2 separate regions of the Rattus norvegicus genome follow, and region 1 is linked to region 2. The links are chromatin contacts, called in public HiChIP or PLAC-seq maps. All regions are on one chromosome and are shown on one strand. Each heading gives the region's core, a stretch centred on a gene start, on an enhancer-like site or on the middle of the called end of the contact. The rest is flanking DNA. Distances are from core to core; before and after follow the strand shown.

Evidence for each region. HiChIP or PLAC-seq counts read pairs in DNA pulled down with a chosen protein or histone mark.
Region 1: an H3K27ac HiChIP or PLAC-seq map of oligodendrocytes shows a contact between it and region 2, with 2.8 times the contacts expected there. The contact joins the promoter of Mrpl37 here to the promoter of Ssbp3 in region 2. A contact is called at or near these places in 1 of 12 Hi-C or Micro-C datasets (mammary epithelial cells) and 1 of 1 datasets of contacts at active chromatin or transcription factors (oligodendrocytes).

Annotation. Positions count from the first base shown.
Region 1 is chr5:127,071,436-127,077,285 of GRCr8, reverse strand. Mrpl37 (mitochondrial ribosomal protein L37) reads left to right here and starts at 2,319. Exons shown (of 7, transcript NM_001004235.1): 1 at 2,319-2,716; 2 at 4,329-4,512; 3 at 4,600-4,715. The coding sequence starts at 2,371. Cyb5rl (cytochrome b5 reductase-like) reads right to left here and starts at 2,173. Exons shown (of 7, transcript NM_001411873.1): 1 at 2,122-2,173; 2 at 263-533. The coding sequence starts at 460.
Region 2 is chr5:126,916,960-126,922,586 of GRCr8, reverse strand. Ssbp3 (single stranded DNA binding protein 3) reads right to left here and starts at 2,386. Exons shown (of 17, transcript NM_053358.2): 1 at 1,986-2,386; 2 at 953-1,025; 3 at 672-733. The coding sequence starts at 2,041. LOC120102946 (a long non-coding RNA gene) reads right to left here. Exons shown (of 2, transcript XR_005504928.2): 1 at 5,549-5,627; 2 at 4,130-4,703.

The sequences.
Region 1 (5,850 bases), core at 1,070-3,569, 150 kb before region 2:
TAACTCAGTCCATTTTACAATTCGGGAAATAAAGGCACCAAGAGGTTAAGGGGCTTAGACTACATCCACATAGCTAATAGGTTGAAATAGGTTGAGTTTAGGTCTGGACCTTGCTCCTTGGATCTACCTGCTTCCATTATAAGGGCTTCTTTCTCTCCATTGTCCAGTCAAGGAAGTCATCCCATAGCAGGGGCACTGGGCAGGGCAGGGCAGGGCAGGGCAGGGCAGGGCCGGATAGATGTTGCCACTCTGGGCTCCTCACCTGGCTCTCAGGTGGCTGCTTCCCACTCAGCAGGCTCATGTCATTTTTGGCTTGGGCTGTGTCCCATCTTTCCAGGTCTCGGTAATAGAGGTCAAACACACAGGGCGAGCAGCCACTACCACAGCACTGGGAGGGCAAGGGTTCCACAGGCTTTAACTGCAACCAAGCCTCAGCATGGTCATCCTCCCTCTCAGCCATTGTCAGCGGGGCTTGGGCAATATGGGGGTGTGGGGTGGTGGTGAAATAGGCCAGGCTCCTCTTTGCTGTCTGCCTGGGAGAAGGAAAACATGGCAGTTATACCCTGTTATCTCTCTCACACTTTCTTTTTTTTTTTGGTTCTTTTTTTCGGAGCTGGGGACCGAACCCAGGGCCTTGCGCTTCCTAGGTAAGCGCTCTACCACTGAGCTAAATCCCCAGCCCCTCTCTCACACTTTCTTCAAGGCCCACCAGGTAGTCTATGGGGATAGAGATGGCTTAACCAGAGGCTGTCACACAGGAAACACTTATAATTATTGGGGTTTTGTGTGTGTGTGTGTGTGTGTGTGTGTGTGTGTGTGTGTGTGTGTGTGTGAAGTAAATCTTAGCAGAGAAGGGGATTTGGATTCAGAAGAACTTTTCTACTGTGCAAGAAGCTTCAGTATGTTTCTGAAGCTGGGGAACCAGGGAGAATGAAGTTGTGTCTTACTCTTTCTGTATTCTGCCAAACACCCTGCATACGGGAAGCTCCCACTGACTGGTGAGTGTTCACTCTATGGTCTGGGAGCTAGGTACAGGGTTAGGTGCTGGAAGGCAAGAGAAGTGCACAGGACACAGTCCCTGTCCTTGTTAAGACCTGGCATGGTGCTACATCAATCTTATTTACAGCATGCACTGTATCAGATACACGAGTGAATGATGTCTCTCTTTACGCCAATTACACTTAGGGTTTGGGGAGGGGGTGTATTAAAATCAGACAAATGAAATGCTTTGTTAACTGTAAATTGCTGTACAGCCTGAGAGTTGGTTATATTGTCCTCTGCCTTTTTGCTTTCATGGGGGTTAAATAGTCCTATTGTCTCAGTTACTTTGGAAATTGGTAGACAAGTTGGTCATATCAATCTCAGTTTTAAAGACATGATTCTTTCCTATCTGGGAGGCACAATCCCTGTTGCAGCCTCGACCTGGATGCCTATCCCTACTCTTCAGGCCTTGGTTGAAAGGTCATCTCCTGTCAGAGACCTTCCCAAGTGTTGCACTTGTCATCACCAAGCACTTGCTTTATTCTAGTATGTATTCATTCGTTAAACATGAACTGTGAGTCTCGCAACTGCTCTAGAAGTCAGGGAGAGCTCACAGGACAGTCACTAAACAAAATAAAAATAGCAACTTTGACAGTGGTCAAACAAGAGGAAAGACCTTAAGGACATAGACAAGAAGCATGTGTGTGTTGCCACCGTTCAAGTCGTACACTCATGTACTCACTGGGTGGTCCCTCAACGTATGCTTTACACACTCACCCCGACCCCTACCGTGAGCCTGCCAGAAGTTAGTGCTGAGCGAAGGAGCAATTCCCGGCTCTGGTCCCCTCCAGGAATCAGAAATCTCAGAAGAGCAAAAGTAACTTGCTTTCGGCGCTGGGCTGAGTGCCGAGGTGGCGTAGAGGTAAGCGAGGGCAACAGTGAGAAGGGTGGAGAGGAGGATAGTTCCAGAACTCACTAGGGGTCGAACCTGCTAAGACATTTTAACTCCTAATTTTACAGCGAGGAGACTGGGCCCTCTGAAATACTAAATGCCTAATGGTCAAAGACGTCCAAAGTACAAGTTTGAGGTCCCTACACTCCTCCGCTACGGACTCAAGCACCACCACCACGCTCACCTACCTACCAGCAAGTCTCCTCAAGTGGGGTACTTCAGAAACCCCAAGCAAAGAGCGCTTTGCAGGTTCCACCTATAAGGATGGGAACTGCCCAAGGGGCGGGGACAAAGCAAGGATTTTTATTTGTGATTGGGTGAAGTGTCTGTCAATCGCAAAATGAGCCACTGCGCTCCGCCCCTTTCGCTCCCAGCAGGCCCTGCCCGGGCAAAGATGGCGGCGTCCAGGTAGAGGTGCAGTGAAGACCCGAGTCGGTATGGCCTTGGCGTCCGGGCCCGCTATGCGGGCACTCGCTGGCTCTGCGAGGCTCGGCCTCGGGGGCTACGGGGCCCCGAAACGCGGAGCGTATGAGTGGGGTGTGCGCTCCACTCGGAAACCGGAGCCTCGCCCCCTGGACAGGGTGTACGAGATCCCTGGCCTGGAACCCATTACCTACGAGGGCAAGAAGCACTTCGTCCCGTGGCTGGCGAAGCCGATCTTCCCGCCGTGGGAGCGCGGCTGGATTGACCCACGGTTCCACCGTGCGGCCCCCATCCACGAGCAGCCTCTGTACAAGGAGCAACCCTGCTACATCTTCCACCAGCGTTGTCGACTCCTTGAGGGTGAGGCCTCAGGACAAACGGGAGGAGACCCTGTTATCAGCTCAGCAATGATCCCGACCCTGGGGAAGTTTCTTCCTCTGCGAAGTAGAATCTGAGTGACATCCGTCTTCCAAGAGTTGTCAGGATCAAGGGCAGTATTTGTGAGAGGGAGCAATGGAGAATGAGTGTAGCGGGAGGTGATCTGTTTACATTCATGGAGAAGGGATAGTGAAGCAGGTCTACAACGCTACTTTCCTAGGTTAGTGTCTTTTGTTAAATAGGTCTGGGATATGTTTTCAAAGACCCGAAAATCTGCCCACTTAAGAACAGGTCATAGTGTCTTGTGCCTGTTTCCTGAGTTGGAGGCCAGCCTGATCTACAGAGTGAATGAATTCCAAGACAGCCAGGGATACACAGAGAAACACTTTGGGGGGTGGGGGGTGGGGATAATGGTGGTGATGGTGGTGGTGGCACAGCCTCCTAAAATGCCCACTTCTATGCCTGCAAACTGATTTTTCTAGCCATTAACCATTTTCAGTGAACTCAGGTGCTGTGAAGGATCTCACAGACATGACTCTTTTAAGTGACCCTGACAATAGTGGACGGATGTGTTTCAGAAGTTAAGATTGCAGTCGGGAGGTGGTGGTGCACACTTTTAATCCTAGCCCTGGGGAAGCAGAATCAGGAAGATCTCTGGGAGTTCAGGCCAACCTGGTCTACAGAGTGAGTTCCAGGATAGCCAGGGCTACACAGAGAAACCCTATCTTAGAAAAAAGATCAGAGGCTAAGATTGCACTCATTGAACCAGTCTGGAAATGTATCTTCTATCCTACACTTCCTCAAGGTACAGAGAGGTCTTATAAAGTCACAATAAACGCTTGTAAGATATGGGCCTGAGGGGGTTGGGGATCTAGCTCAGTGGTAGAGCGCTTGCCTAGGAAGCGCAAGGCCCTGGGTTCGGTCCCCAGCTCTCAAAAAAAGAACCAAAAAAAAAAAAAAAAAAAAAAAAAAAGATATGGGCCTGAGAAGAGGATTGGGGTTGTGGAGAGATTGTGGACTTCATGGTAGACAGGCTCAGTTTCTCCTCTTACCTGTATCACCTTAAAGATAAGCAACTTGAGGCAAACTCAGTCTGTCCAGGTTTCCCCTTCATGTCAGAATCCCATCTAACTTATAGTAAGTTCATGGCACAGGAGGAGACATTCAGTAAATAGCAGCTCTAAGGACTACATAGTTTGCTCTGTGCTAGAGAACCATAAAACCTGGCTTGAGATTGCTAGCAAAAAAAAAAAAAAAGAAAATCACAGAGCTGGGGTTTTATTTGAAGGGCCAGTATCCACTGAACTAGTCTCACACCTTTGATTTCTCTGTGGGGAGTCAGCAGGGAACTCGGCGCCTTGGGCATGGTTTGAACTCCTTCCATTTTTAAGCACTTATTCCCGTAGTCTACTCTTACCACCTGGAAGTTTCGTTTCTCAGATATCTCAAAAACAAAACCAGCTCTCTGTTGAGGCAGCCTCTTCTCTGTGGTGCTCCCTGCAGGCATGAACATCCCTTCCTAAGCTGTCCCCTCTCTTTCTTTTTCTTCTTCTTTTTCTTTTTCTTTTTCTTTTTCTTTTTGGTTGTCCCAAAGGTATGAAGCAGGCTCTCTGGCTTACTAAGACCAAGTTAATAGAGGGTCTCCCCAAGAAAGTGCTTAGTCTTGTTGATGATCCAACCAATCACATCGAGAACCAAGAACAACGTGTTCTGGATATCATCTCTCATTCCCGGCTCTGGCACTCCACTGAGGACATCCCCAAGAGAGAGACTTACTGGTGAGTTTCCTCCAGATAAGATAACTGAGGAGTGTTGGAAGTTACATGTTGCTTTAAGTCTCTAGATATCTTTTTTTTTTCTCCAAGCCCGCTCATTGTGGACAACCTCCTACAGCTGTGTAAGTCCCAGATTATCAAGCACCCTTCTCTAGCCAGGCGGACCTCTGCCCAAAACTGCTCCTTAGCCACCACCTGGAATCGAGGTTAGTCATCCTATGTACCAGAAGGCCTTGCTGGGCCTTTTGTTGTTGTTGCTTTTCTGGTTGTGTTGTGTGTCTGATCCTTCTGTCAGCCCTACCACCAGATCTCATCTCTCACATTCATCTCCTGCTACCTATTCTGTGGGTTCAGAAACACCCTTGATAGTGTCTCACTACATAGCACAGGCTGGCCTCAGACTGTGATCCTCTAGTCTGTACCACCATGCCCAACTTTCTTGTTTCTGTTTTTATCTCCTTCTAAAACTTTATTCTACCAGTGTCGGCTGATGACTGTATCCATTGAGCCCCACAGTATGCTTGGGAGTGTCAAGACGACCCCACAGCCAGGGAAATGGTAGAGCACACTGATCTCTCCCTCACCAACGCTGCACCTTTGCTTCCCTTCCATGGCTGTGTGAGCAGAGCTGCTAGAGTGGCTCATCACCCTACACTGTCATTTGTCATGTGACACCAGGCCCTCTGTGCTGCGGCCTCCACCTAGCCCTACGTGTGTCACTTGTTCTGCTGACCCCTCCCCATGTCCCTGAGTTTGCCAGGGAGAGCTCGTTGGTATATAGCTTTCTCACCTGTTTGCTTTCGCACATGCTGTGTACTTGGCAGTGCCTGTTGGTGTTCCCGACAGCAGTGTCAGTCAGGAGCTCAAACAGATAGAATTAGGGAGCAATAAACCCGCAGTGGAATATGTGGGACTTAGGATGTCGGTGTGAGCGGGTTTTCTCCTCTTCCCCCTATGCTTATGGACTTCTGGCAAGGAGTCAGCCTGGCAGAGGTAATGGTACCACTAAGGAAATTAGTGCACCTCATTAATGGAGAGTACTTGTTGGCCCATTGTCAAGTATTACCTCTAATTAAACTGCCCCATTTTGAGCTGTCACTGGAGGAGAGATGTGGAGGGAATTGAATTAGAAACCACACTACAGTGATCTGTGGGGAGAATCTAAAACCCAAGGTTAGGAGAGGTCCAAGCACATTTGTGTGAGGAAACAGGAAATGCCTTAGGAAACTGATCTTGAGGTGCAATTACTGCAGAATTTATCTGTCTGTAGATGTAACATTCATTTTTTACGGATCTTGGGAGGCTGCATGCTAATTAAATGACATGCCATCGACCAAGCTG
Region 2 (5,627 bases), core at 1,137-3,636:
CTGCAGAAAAGACCAGAGGCTGCTCAAGCCTGGAGAGAGGGTCAAAGATAAGGGGAGCCAGCCCTGAGCAAGCTGCAGGCCTCCTGCCAGGCCACCTCTGGCTGGTTAAGGTTCTCGGTAAAGTAAGGCTTTGTGGTTGCAGGGATGCTGGGGGGTGGGGAGACAGAGGAAAGGAAGGTCCAGTCAGTCTGAATCAGTGTCTCTACAGGAAGTGCGGCCCTTCTTGCTTTATTCAGGGTCCCTGGAAAAGGCCCAATGGGTGTCTCTTAAGGTTTGGCGTTTTGTGGAAGAAAACGTAAGGGACAGGCCAGTTGCAGAGCGGACCTGGTGTCCCCTCCACCCGCCCTGCCCCCACTCCTCTAATTAAAGCAGCATGCAGGATTGACAAAAACCCTTCCAGCTCTTTCTGAGCCCCCTGCCTGGTGCCCCAGAGTGAGAAGGAAAAGCATAGAGAGATTCAGTTCAGTTCCCCACAGGCAGAGAAACCAGCAACAACTTCGGGCAGCAGCCTCTTCTGCCCATTCTTCCTTGCCAAGCCTCGTCGGGTCACCCAGAGGTGCCTGCTCCAAGGAAAGCAGAGGCAAAGGTAGAAGGCCTGCTCCAGACCGTCTTTGTTCACTTGGACCCCGGCCTCAGAACAAAACACACAGAAAACTATCACGCAAACTTACCACCACCACGAGTGCAGAAACCCAGGCGGTTCACCCAGTGTGATGTTTTTTTCCCATCGAATCTAGAAAAGAAGGAACGAAGGCAGCTTAGAGGGGCAGAAAGGAGGGGGCTGCAGGGCCTTCCCCAGCCAAAAGGCTGTGAAGACCAACTAACAATAAATGCCAAAAGGTGATAAAAATTCAAAATGGTGGCCACAGTGGCTGCTCCTGAAAACAAAGGCTCTAAGAATAGTGGGGAGGAGGGGGTGTCAAGAAACTGGATGCTGAGGAGTCCCACTCACCTCTGATAAGAAGGTCTGTGCAGATTTCTGTGCTCCTACGTGCAGTAAATATTCGTAGACATATAAAGCTAACCTGGAAAGAGCAGAGGCAGAGAGAGAGAGGGAAGGGTCAGATCACACTAAGGCTTGCTCTGGACCTTGCCAGTAACTGTGAGCCCGGTCTGTGCCATCCCATTGTGGCCATGACAAGACGTAAGTACCTATTACCCCAGACAGGATCCGAGTCAGAACTGCTAGTGGGTGGGTACCAGAGACAAGCTGCCACCAAGCCGCGGGAGCTGGAGAAAGGTCCCCAAACTTGAACTTCCAAGTGGCACTGGGACTAAACCCACCTAGGTCTCACAAACTCGAAAGCCGCTACAAGAGCCCTGAGCCACCCTCCTTTTCCCAGATCACTTCAGCTCGCTGCTTTAGCCTAGGTTCGGGGTCCGGACGGACTCGGTCCCAGTTCGGGTACTTGGCGCGCTCTGGAGAGGGCAGCAAAGCGCCGCCCTCAGCATCTCCCCCTCAAACAACTGTCCCCCAAGCCTGGGGCCAGGCCGGCGCCGCCAGCCCAGCCCAGCCAGGGCGCCCCGGAGCGCACCGGGCTGACGATGAGGCCGCTGGCTGGGTAGGAAGAGCGCTCCCGGGCGAACAAAGCCCCCGGCACGCACTCCTCACGCCGCGGGCGGACAAAAGGAGCCTTCGGGGCTGCAGAAAGCCACGCGCCCCCTGCCCGCACTCGGTGGGCAAAGTAAGGCCCCCGCGACCCGCGGGCCGAGCGCACCGGCTCACAGTGGGACCTCGCCCACCCTTGTCGCGGGCCCCCGCGCCCGCTCAGCCAGCGCGCCTACCAACTACCCTCGCCCACCGCTGCCCTGCTGCCCCTTCAGGGTGCCCCAGCCTCCGCCGGCGCCCAACAATGGGCTCTCCACGCCGCCGTCGCCGCCGTCGCGGGGCAGAGACCCGGGCCCCAGGGGCACAAGGCAGCGCGACCCCCGCGCCCACCTGCCTCCCGCCGCCCGCGGCGCGGCCCCACTCGCGAGAGGCTTACTTTTCCCGAGCCTGCCCGTCCGAGGGCACCGCCGAGCCTTTGCCTTTGGCAAACATGGCTTGCAGAGAAGAGGGCGCCGAGCCCGCCGCCGCCGCCGCTACCGTCCGGTCTCCCGAGCTGCCCTGCTCCCGGCCCCCTCCCGGCGCTCGCCCGCTCGCTCGCACTCCGCTCGCCGCGCTCCCTCCCTCCCCGGCGCTGGCTCCGCGCTCTTTCCAGCTGTCAAAGCGTCAGCCCCGGCCGCGGCCCCATCGCCCTGGAACTCCTCCCGCGCCGGCTCGGCCTGAGCTGCGCCGCCGCCCGCCCGAAGCCTGCAGCTCGCTTGCTCGCGGCCCGCGCGCCCGCCACCCGGCTCCGCCTGCGCCGCCCTCTGCGCCTTCAGCACCGCTGCCTCTGCCGCCGCCGCCGCTGGTCTACTTGGAGCTCAACCGAACGTGGCTGCCCCGGCAGGAGCGCGGCGGGCGTCCACGCCCCGCGACGGACGGCCGCGGCGGCCAATCGGCGCGCGGGGGCGGGCCCGGAGGCCGGGAGGGACGCCTGTCAGCGCGGCCGCGCCAGTCCCGCTGCGCCTCCTCCGCGAGCCGCTGCCCGCTCGTGCCCCGGCCGGGGGAGCGGGGGGCGAGCCCTGGCGCTGGGGTGGGGCGGCGACGCGAAGGGCTGGGGCCTGAACTGGAGCACCCGGCCGGCGCGGCGGGGACTGGGCGCTGCGACAGCAGGCGCGGAGAGAGGCGCGGATCCCGGCTGGCCCGGCGCGCCCCTTTCCGCGTCGTCCTGGCCCCCAGCGCCCCCGCCTCCCCGCGCTGATCTTCCCTCTGCGGGCCAGGACCCCAGCCGGCCCTGCTCCCTGCCCCACCCCGGGCTGCCTGCGCCCAGCCCTGCCTTCGGAGCCCCGGCCAGGGCTGCACGCGGAGCTGGGCAGCCGTAGCTGGCGCCAAAGCGCGCGGCTGCTTCTTTACTAGATCGTTAAAATACTTTGGGAAACCCCAAAGTGGAGCCGCGCGAAAATGGCCCTTGGCGTGCCCCAGGCAATCTGTAGGAAGGGAAAGGAGTCTTGGAGTAGAAGGAAAGAGAGTGATTTCTCTCAAATTTCTGAGGTTTGCTAACCCTGGCAAGTTTAGCCCCTCGCCTTTCCACGGGAAAGGGTTCCGCTTGGATGAGGGACGTCACCTGGACGCCTCGCGACTCGGAGTGCGCGCCGCAGAAATCTCAAACTTCAAATAAATGGAGCTAAATTGGAGAGTAGGGGGACCAGAGTCGGGCGTGGGGGGAGGGGAAGCTTCCATTGTCAATGACCCAGGTGTACAATGGGAAATGGGGGGTTGGCAGAGTGACCAAGCTTTTTGCTCACGACTCCTTTCTGTCCACTCGACGACCCCAAAAACCTGCAGTGTTCTCTCCCTGGAGATTCCAAATCAAAAACTGGTGAGATAAGAAATGGCTCCCCCATTTTCATACTGTTTTTAGAGCGCGGTTCTCTTTAAATGTGATAAAACATAGTCGGTACTGTCTCTTTAAAAGAGTCAAGCAGAAAAAGCTGTGTAAGCGCTGATTGGCTGCCTGTTTGGATACATCTTTAGGGGAGCCTTGAAACTGTTAGCCTAGGTTGATTTTTTTTTTTTTAACTGCGCTGTTCCAATAAACAAGTAACGCCCCTCCCCCTAACATGCCTCGCACCAAACAATTAAAGAATAGGTCAGTGTCCTGGGGAAAACACGTTTTAAGTAGGAAAACTCAGAACTAGATTTCAACAAAATAAACAATAATTCCCTACCATTAAAGTTTGCTTATTTTGCTCTGCAGAAGAGAGAAAAGGTTTTTCTTTTTTTAAAGAAATTCCCCCCAGCAAACGGATCTGCACTGGTTCAGGAAGGAGACTCCGGGTGCGTTTTTGGAAAAATGTTCTACTCTTGTAACAGCCTCCCTGAATTAGAATATAGCCAAGCACTGTGGACCCCTCTGGACTCTGCTCTCTGCTAGGAACCAGAGCTCAAACAGAAGAAGGGCAGAAAAAGGGAAACACTGAGACCTAGTTTGGGGATGCCTGTGCCAGCCCCTAGTTTAAAGGTTGTCTTGTCAAGGAGGGGAGAAGCGTGGAGGTTGGGAGTTGAAGTACAATGGTAGGAGAGAAAAGGAAATAATTACAGTTATTTTTCCCCTAGGCAGTTTAATTTAATAGGGCCAACTTAAGGTACCTTTAGAGCCCGCGCTAATTAAATCGGTCTGCTCATACCCTTCCTATGGACTTCCTTCCATTTTTTGATGGGCTAGGAATGGCCAGGGATGGCTTGTCAACACACTGACTCGTCGGTATCTGGAGGTCCGGCAGATTAGAGGACCAGTTGGGTCTTGGGGGAGGGAAGGCACTGCCCTTCGGGGGGCCCACTACCGAAGCATTCTCCGGGTTGGCCATGCCTAGCAGCCCATGGGCTGAGAGACCTCGGGGCTACTTGCTCTTCCACTTCCTCGCCTGTCAGCTGGCAAAGGTTTTGGGGGGAGGGGTCTTTTAAATCTCTTGGTAGTCGGATGGTCCACCAGGTCAGTGTTCCTCTTGCTTTTTCTCCCTTGCAAACGGACTGGCCCCTCCTTCCTAAACATGTGTGAGAGAGAGGGGGGCTGTTTGTTCAGAATCCCTGTGGTCTGCCCTTTGTGGAAGCTTGACAAAGTGAGGCTCCGAGTGGGCTGGTGGGTCCTTGATGGAGGTAAAGAAAACAGCGGGAGAACCTAGGCAGAGAGACCAGAGGGAGGTGTCTTAGCGCTTGGTGATGGAGAGACTAAAGAGTTCCCTAGAACAGACCTTTCTCCTGCCCCACCTAGCACGCTGCAGCTGGCAATTATCCAGAATCTTAGTCAGATCATAAGCAGGCCCAAGCACCCAGAGGTGGCCTTTTTGCCCCTAACATCTTTTCCCACAAGGTTCCCCTACCTCCCTTAGAGCACATTTTTGGGCTGACACCTCTACCTGGAATGCCTCTCACCCCAAGCTCCTTCTCTCACCTCTCTTCAAAAACTAATATTGCTCCACAAAACTCCCTCCTCCGATCCTGTCGGCTTGAGTCTCATTTGTTCAAATGAACTTACACAGTAGTCCTCCCCATCCAGCCCATTGTGTAAGCCAATTGTTTACCGTCTGTCTCCCCCACCAGACAGAAAGGTAAGACCAATATTTTAATCATCTGGGTGTCTCCTGAACCCGGCACAGGTTCCATACCTGTGTGTGTATTCAGACCCAACACACAGAGGACTCGGGAGACGAAAAAAAAAAAAAAAAAAACACCCCAGGCCTGAAGTAGCTCCGGGCTGGGTGAAGAGATAAGAAACTGACACCACCCACAATAGGATTAGATCAGGCCACGCCCTCTGCTAAGCCCCGCCCACCACAGCCTCTTCCACCTGGAAGTACTATATTATCACATCCCAAAGTGACCAAGCCATTTCTTTCAACTCCTTCTTCCCAAACCCTTTGTTTCAGAACCTGTTCATTAAACACCTACTATGTAGAAAACGCTGCCCCGAGCCCAGAGTAGTAACCCAAACATAAACAAAACCACTTATCCTGTGAGGCTTACACTGTTGTAAAACCTTCTGCTGGGAGCCTCTTCCTGTGACACAGGACTTCCTTACTCCTCCAGCTGGATGGTCGAATAC